2 separate regions of the Pan troglodytes genome follow, and region 1 is linked to region 2. A link is a contact called in public Hi-C data. All regions are on one chromosome and are shown on one strand. The core of a region is the stretch at or near the end of the contact, and the rest is flanking DNA. Distances in the headings are between cores, read along the strand shown.

Evidence for each region. Hi-C and Micro-C count contacts between places; a contact is called where the count stands out from the background.
Region 1: a Hi-C map of stem cell-derived neural progenitor cells shows a contact between it and region 2, with 9 times the contacts expected there. The contact joins the promoter of IRX1 here to the promoter of IRX2 in region 2. A contact is called at or near these places in 4 of 7 Hi-C or Micro-C datasets (induced pluripotent stem cells, a lymphoblastoid cell line and stem cell-derived neural progenitor cells), 1 of 1 datasets of contacts at active chromatin or transcription factors (stem cell-derived excitatory neurons) and 1 of 1 other capture datasets (stem cell-derived neural stem cells).

Annotation. Positions count from the first base shown.
Region 1 is chr4:4,257,549-4,260,248 of NHGRI_mPanTro3-v2.0_pri, reverse strand. It overlaps IRX1 (iroquois homeobox 1), which reads right to left and starts at 1,316. Exons shown (of 4, transcript XM_016952920.4): 1 at 767-1,316. The coding sequence starts at 1,042.
Region 2 is chr4:3,426,000-3,428,968 of NHGRI_mPanTro3-v2.0_pri, reverse strand. It overlaps IRX2 (iroquois homeobox 2), which reads left to right and starts at 1,518. Exons shown (of 5, transcript XM_009448773.5): 1 at 1,518-2,146. The coding sequence starts at 1,898. IRX2-DT (IRX2 divergent transcript) reads right to left here and starts at 1,455. Exons shown (of 3, transcript XM_009448769.5): 1 at 847-1,455; 2 at 557-689. The coding sequence starts at 1,046.

The DNA.
Region 1 (2,700 bases), core at 67-2,566, 830 kb before region 2:
ACACTGTTTTCTTTAATCCTCCATTATGTAACGAAGGAAGAAAAGTGCTTTTCTTTCCGTGCAAATGAAATGAAAACTTTGGCAACTTACAAAAGTAAAATCAAACACCGTTTCAGACACCAACACATTACTGCAACTTAATTTTTGTTTAATCTCAAATTCGCACTCACGCCGTGGAGAGACCTCTCCATCCCTTTGGACCTCTATTGTTAAGATTATTTTGATTGACTCTACTAGGCTTAAAAGGGGTCTGTCTGGCAAACTCGGATACAACTATCTCGGAGCTGCTAAAGAGGGAGAAAACCAAGTTTTCCAGACTCGGTTCGAAAACTAAAGAGGCCGCGCGAGTGGAACCCGCGGCCAGGAAGGGAAGTCCTGCTACGCTACGCCGGGCCGACCTGCAGGAACCCCGTGGGCCTGCCCGGGCGCCCTGGCCGAGCCAGGCGAGTTTGCCCCCGACCTCCAGCGCAGGCACCGCTCCCCGGGCCTGCTTCTGCGGCCTCTCTGAATTCTCTCGCTACCCGCTCCCTGGCCCGGGCCTTCCGCTTTCCCAGGCCGAGATGGCCCAGCCGTCACCCGCCCGGCCTTCCAGCCCTCTTGCGTCCCCGGGGGCCGCGGCCTGGGCCACCGGGAACCTGCCCCCGGACCTTTCTAGTTCCTCTTCCGGACCAGGTCCACCCGTAGTCTCTCCCTCCCGGGCGACCGGCCACCCTTGCCCTGGCGCGGGTGAGACAGAGGAGAAGCGGGGGAGGCCGGGCGCACTCACCATCTGCGAGAAGAGGCTGAGATCCGCGGCGTAGGGCAGGAAGGCGCTGTAGTTGGGCGCGCCCGCGTACGGCCCCGCCGCCGCGTACATGCCCAGCACCGAGGTGACTGCAGCCGCGCCTGCCCCGCCGCCCAGCTCCGCGGCCCCCGGTCGGCCCGACGAGGCGGCGGCAGCCGCCGCAGCGGCCGCGGCCAGCACCCCCGGGCGCTCGCCGCCGTAGGCGCCCGGCCCCGCGGCGCTCAGGTACTGCGGGTATCCCAGCTGCGGGAAGGACATGTCCGCGGACTCGGCGACCGCCGCAGCGGGCGAGTATTAAAGGCTCGGGGAGGGAGGCGGAGGCCGGCCGGAGGGGGTTGCAGGGGGCGCCGCGAGGGGTCTAGGGAGGAGCGGGCGGCCGGCCGGGCGCGCTCGGGCGGGCCGGGAGATGGAGGCCGGTCGCGGCTCCTCTGCCCGGTGCTCGCAGGCGCCCGGCTCCCGGCTGCGCCCGGATCCGCAATCGCGCGCCGACTGCGGCGGCCGCCCTCCGCTCGGCGGCGGGGCTTTCAGACACAATTTGAAGTTGATGCTTTGATTGGCATCCCCTTGAGCGCAGGCCCCGCCCCTGGCTCCCCTCCCGCCCCGTCCCTGCCTCCCGCCCGCCCTCGCCGGCCGCTCCCGCCCCTCCCGCGAGCACGTGGTGCCCCGTGCCGGCCCGGCCAGCTACTCTCGCGGTGGGCGCGCGCGTCGGGGCGGCGGGGTGTGGGCCCGGAGGCCGTGGGCTCCTTCCCGACCAGCCCCCGCAGCTGTCTGACAACCTGTCGACACGGGTTTACAGCTGTCTGACACCGGGTTTGCAGTTTCGCGGCCGAGGTGTGTCCCCTTTTTAACAAAAACAACTTGGCGCCTGCTTTTCTACTGTTTGGGCAGCGGGGAAGGGGCCGGCGGCCTGGACGCTGGTGACAGCGAGGGGGGAGCGGCTTCTCCCCCGAGTCCCGCGCGGCCGGGGCCTCCAGGGGACATCTTTGGCAGAAGTGCACCCGGACGCTCTCCGCGAGCCACTGAACCCGCGTGGCGTGACACCCCCGACTCCAGATGCGGGTTCCCGTGGGCCCCTACTGGGTAGTAACCGATCGTCTGCCAATGACCGGCCTCGCCGCCCTTGGGGAAGCGGGGAGCGGCCGAGCTCTGCGGGCTCTTTCAATTGTGCAAACTTTGAGCGAGGGCAAATCCCGCGGAGAAGTCGCCAGCTCGGGGGAAGCAGGCGCAGTCGGCGCCGCGGGTTCTCGGAGGGAGGGGTGGGGGAGACGCGGGGGGAGGGGCTTTCTCTTCACCCAGAAAGCCCCCTGGCAGCCGGAGGGAAACATCCCCCGCGCCCCCGCGAAGGGGGAAGACGGTGTGGCCTGGACGCCCGGTTTGTCCACCAGGTGTGCAGAGGCAGACAGGAAACTTGTGTGGAACGCGCGAACCCGAGTCGGCGCAGCCGCCAGACCGGCAACGGAGCGGCCTCTTGGGTCCAAGTCCCGCGTCCCTCTTCTCCCTGCGTCTCCCCTCTCCATCCTCAGCCTCGTCCGGCTACAGGACGCGGCCAGGCGCGGCGCACTTGAGATGGTCTCCGTGTCGCCGCGGCCCTGGCCGTGCGGCTCCCGGGAGAAGATGCCAAGTGCACGGGCCTCCTCGCCTCCCTGAGCCTGGGAAGGAGCTGGCAGGCCACTTCCGCGCCTCGTGGCTGGAGAGCTCCGGACGGTGCCGTGGGGAACCGGGTACCAGTCCCGGCTCCCGGGGCCACTATGCGAACCACCTCCTACGCAGAGCCGGGGCCGGGAGTTCACCCCGCTGCCGCTCTCCAGCACACCGGACTCCGCGGGAATTTCAGCAGCGCACTCTGGCGTCTTCCCGGCTTTAGGCCGGGTTGGGGCTACGGGATGAAGGCGGCCATCGGGCCAGAGTCGGCATGC
Region 2 (2,969 bases), core at 269-2,768:
GCAGTTTGCAACTGGTTCCCTTGCACCTGGGGAAAGACAGCCTGACGCCGTGAGTGTTTCTCTTGCGCCCTGGACCAGACTGGCAACCCGGGCTCCGCTCCCTCCGCGCCGCTGCAGCCGCACCACAGGGAGGCCGCAACATGCCCTGCGTCCTGAGATCACTAAGGCCGCTCCGCAGGCTGCAGGGCCAGCAGGGGTGCAGGAGTCGGCTGCAGGCCTGAGCTGAGGCCCGCCCCAGGCCACTGCGCTCTCTCTTCTCCACCGCACCCACCCGAGACGGCTTCCGAGGATAGAGGCACCTGCTGGGTTGGTGCTCCCAATAGGCCAGCACAGACCTGACACTCTTCCATCCCCCTGAGCGCCCCCCATAGGTGACCCTTCAGAGTGGGCAGCCAGACGCCCTCTTCGGCCATCCCCGAGTGGAAAAGGGATGGAGAAGCGTGATGGGGACAGGGTTCTAGGAAGCTGGGGTCCTAGGAACTCTCGCCAACCGCCTCGCTTCTGAGCCCCGCAAGGCAACCGCCCCCCTACTCCAGCCGCGCGTCACCTGAGCTACCTGTAATGCCCACTGCACCGGCGGCGCCAACCTGAGCTCCTGCCCGTTCTCGACGTGACTGGGAGGCTTCAGGTCCTGCCAGAGGCGGTTTGTCAGGTAACAATCATCCCCCCAGTGTTTTGACAACACAAATCTGAAAGAGGAGTCAACTTAGAAAAACAAAATAAAATAAAACTCTTTAGGGGACGGCGTCTTCTTAGCTGCAGCCCTGGCGGCATTCCCAACAGTGGAAAGTCTTAACGTTCAGGGCCCCGGGGGTTGCGCTGCGGATTTGGGGGCAGAAAGCTCACCTCAGGGCCCTCCTGGCACTTCGCAACCAAGGCGCCCCGGATCCAGGTCCATGCTGGGCGGAGTGGACCGCGAGGGGTAGGCGACCAGACGCGAGGCCACGAGGGGAGCCTCGGGCCAGGAGGCAGAGCAGGTCCGGGACCGTGGAAGTGAGAGCCGCGCGCACTGCCCGGAGGAAGACCCAAGCCGCGGGCGCCACCATCCTGACCTCCCCACTTCCCTGCGACTTCCGGATTGGACACAGGGGCCGGGCCTCCTCGGGGTGCACAGCGGGGCAGGCTGTGAGTCCCCTAATTGGACCCGGCCTGGCCTGACCGCGGGAGGCCTCTGCCTAGTCCGTGCGGGTGGAGAAGGGGGTGGGGGCGGGGTAGTGGCTGGAAGGGGCGGGGGCCGGGCAGGGGCGAAGACGGTGGCCGGGGACGGTGGGAGCCGGCCGGAGCCGGGCAGGGGACGTGGCTCCGAGTGGATGGGAGTGGGAGGGGTGCGCGCCGGGGCACGCAGCGCGGCCGGGCTGGGCTGCAGGTCCGCGAGCCGCGGGCTGGGGCCGGAGCTGCTAGAGAGGCGGCTGCGCCACAAAAGCCTGCCGGTCCCTCCCGCCGCCCGCCTCCGTCGCCTCCGCCCTCCCCCGCCTCCCTCCCGTCTCTCTGCCCCTCCCCCGGCCGCGGCCAGGAGGCTGCAGCGGGCGGAGCAGGGGAGGGGCGGGCCCCCGAATATGCAGATGAGCGCGTGATGGACAGCTGCGCGTTCCAATGTCCCTCGGAAACTCGAGCGCTCCTTCCTCAACTCCTCACTCCCGACTCCAGACTCCCCCAAACCCCGACCGCCGGCCTGGCGCGCGGCTGCGCCCACCGGCTCCGCGCTGCTGCCGCCGCCACCGCCACCCCGCCGCCGCCCCGGCCCGCGGGCCGCCCAGGCTAGTACCCGGGCCGGCCTGCCTCCGCCCGCCGTCCGGGTGCCCGCCGCCGCGCCGCGCCCCGGCCGGGCGTGGATGGAGGGCGCCGCGCGCCCTGCCCGCTGCTCGGCGTGACGCGGGCCCCGCGCCCCGCGCCCACCATGTCCTACCCGCAGGGCTACCTGTACCAGGCGCCCGGCTCGCTGGCGCTCTACTCGTGCCCGGCCTACGGCGCGTCGGCTTTGGCGGCTCCGCGCAGCGAGGAGCTGGCGCGCTCGGCGTCGGGCTCGGCGTTCAGCCCCTACCCGGGCTCGGCGGCCTTCACGGCGCAGGCGGCCACCGGCTTCGGGAGCCCGCTGCAGTACTCGGCCGACGCCGCCGCCGCCGCCGCCGGCTTCCCGTCCTACATGGTAACCGGGCGCGGGCGGGACGCGGGACTCCTGGGCGCCGGGACCCAGACGGGGCGCAGGCGGAGCGGGGCTCGGGTTCGGCGGGCGGGGGCCGCCGGGAATGTGGCGCGGCTGGCGACTCAGGAGTCGCCGGCTCGGTTGGCCGCCCCGCAGGCTGAGCCGGGCCCCGGGTGGGGAGGGCAGCGCGGCCGGCGGGGACGTCCCTGAGCCCGGCCGGGACCCGCGCGCCCCCCGCGCGTCCCCTCGGCTCGCCGGCTGATTTTCTCTGAGAGCCTGGGAAGTGCGTCTCCGCCGGGGCCGGGGTCTGGCGCCGTTTGTCCCTGGTTCCCGCACCGCAGCCTGGGGAGGCGTTGGGAGCGGGCTGTGTGCTCGCCTGCATTGGCGTGGGGCGCGAGGGTCCGCGTCACTGCGGCCTCTGGGCCGACGGCCGGGCGGTTCGCATTCACTCGCGGGGCTCAGGGCGGTGGGGGTCACCGAGTGAGGCCCAGGAGCCGAGCATTCAGCTGCGGCTCCGGAGTCCGGCCCGAGGCGCCCAGGTTTCGGCCTTACTCTGTCCAGCGGACCACGCTTTCAAATATCGTGCTTGCGGGCGTGTGACCCGCTAAGGGCCGCCTGAGTCCTCCGTGGCCCGAGCGCAGCTCCTGCTCCGGCGACCTGGGGGCGGCTCGCGAGTCTCGAGGTTACTGAGCTGGGCCAGGCCCGGGCCGCGGCGAAGCACGTTACGGGCGATTGAGGCCATTACGGGGTTGTCGCGACTGCCGGCCCTCGGCGGAATTTCTGGGCAGCGACCGAGTCGCTGGGGCCTTGGCGAAGGCTGCAAATG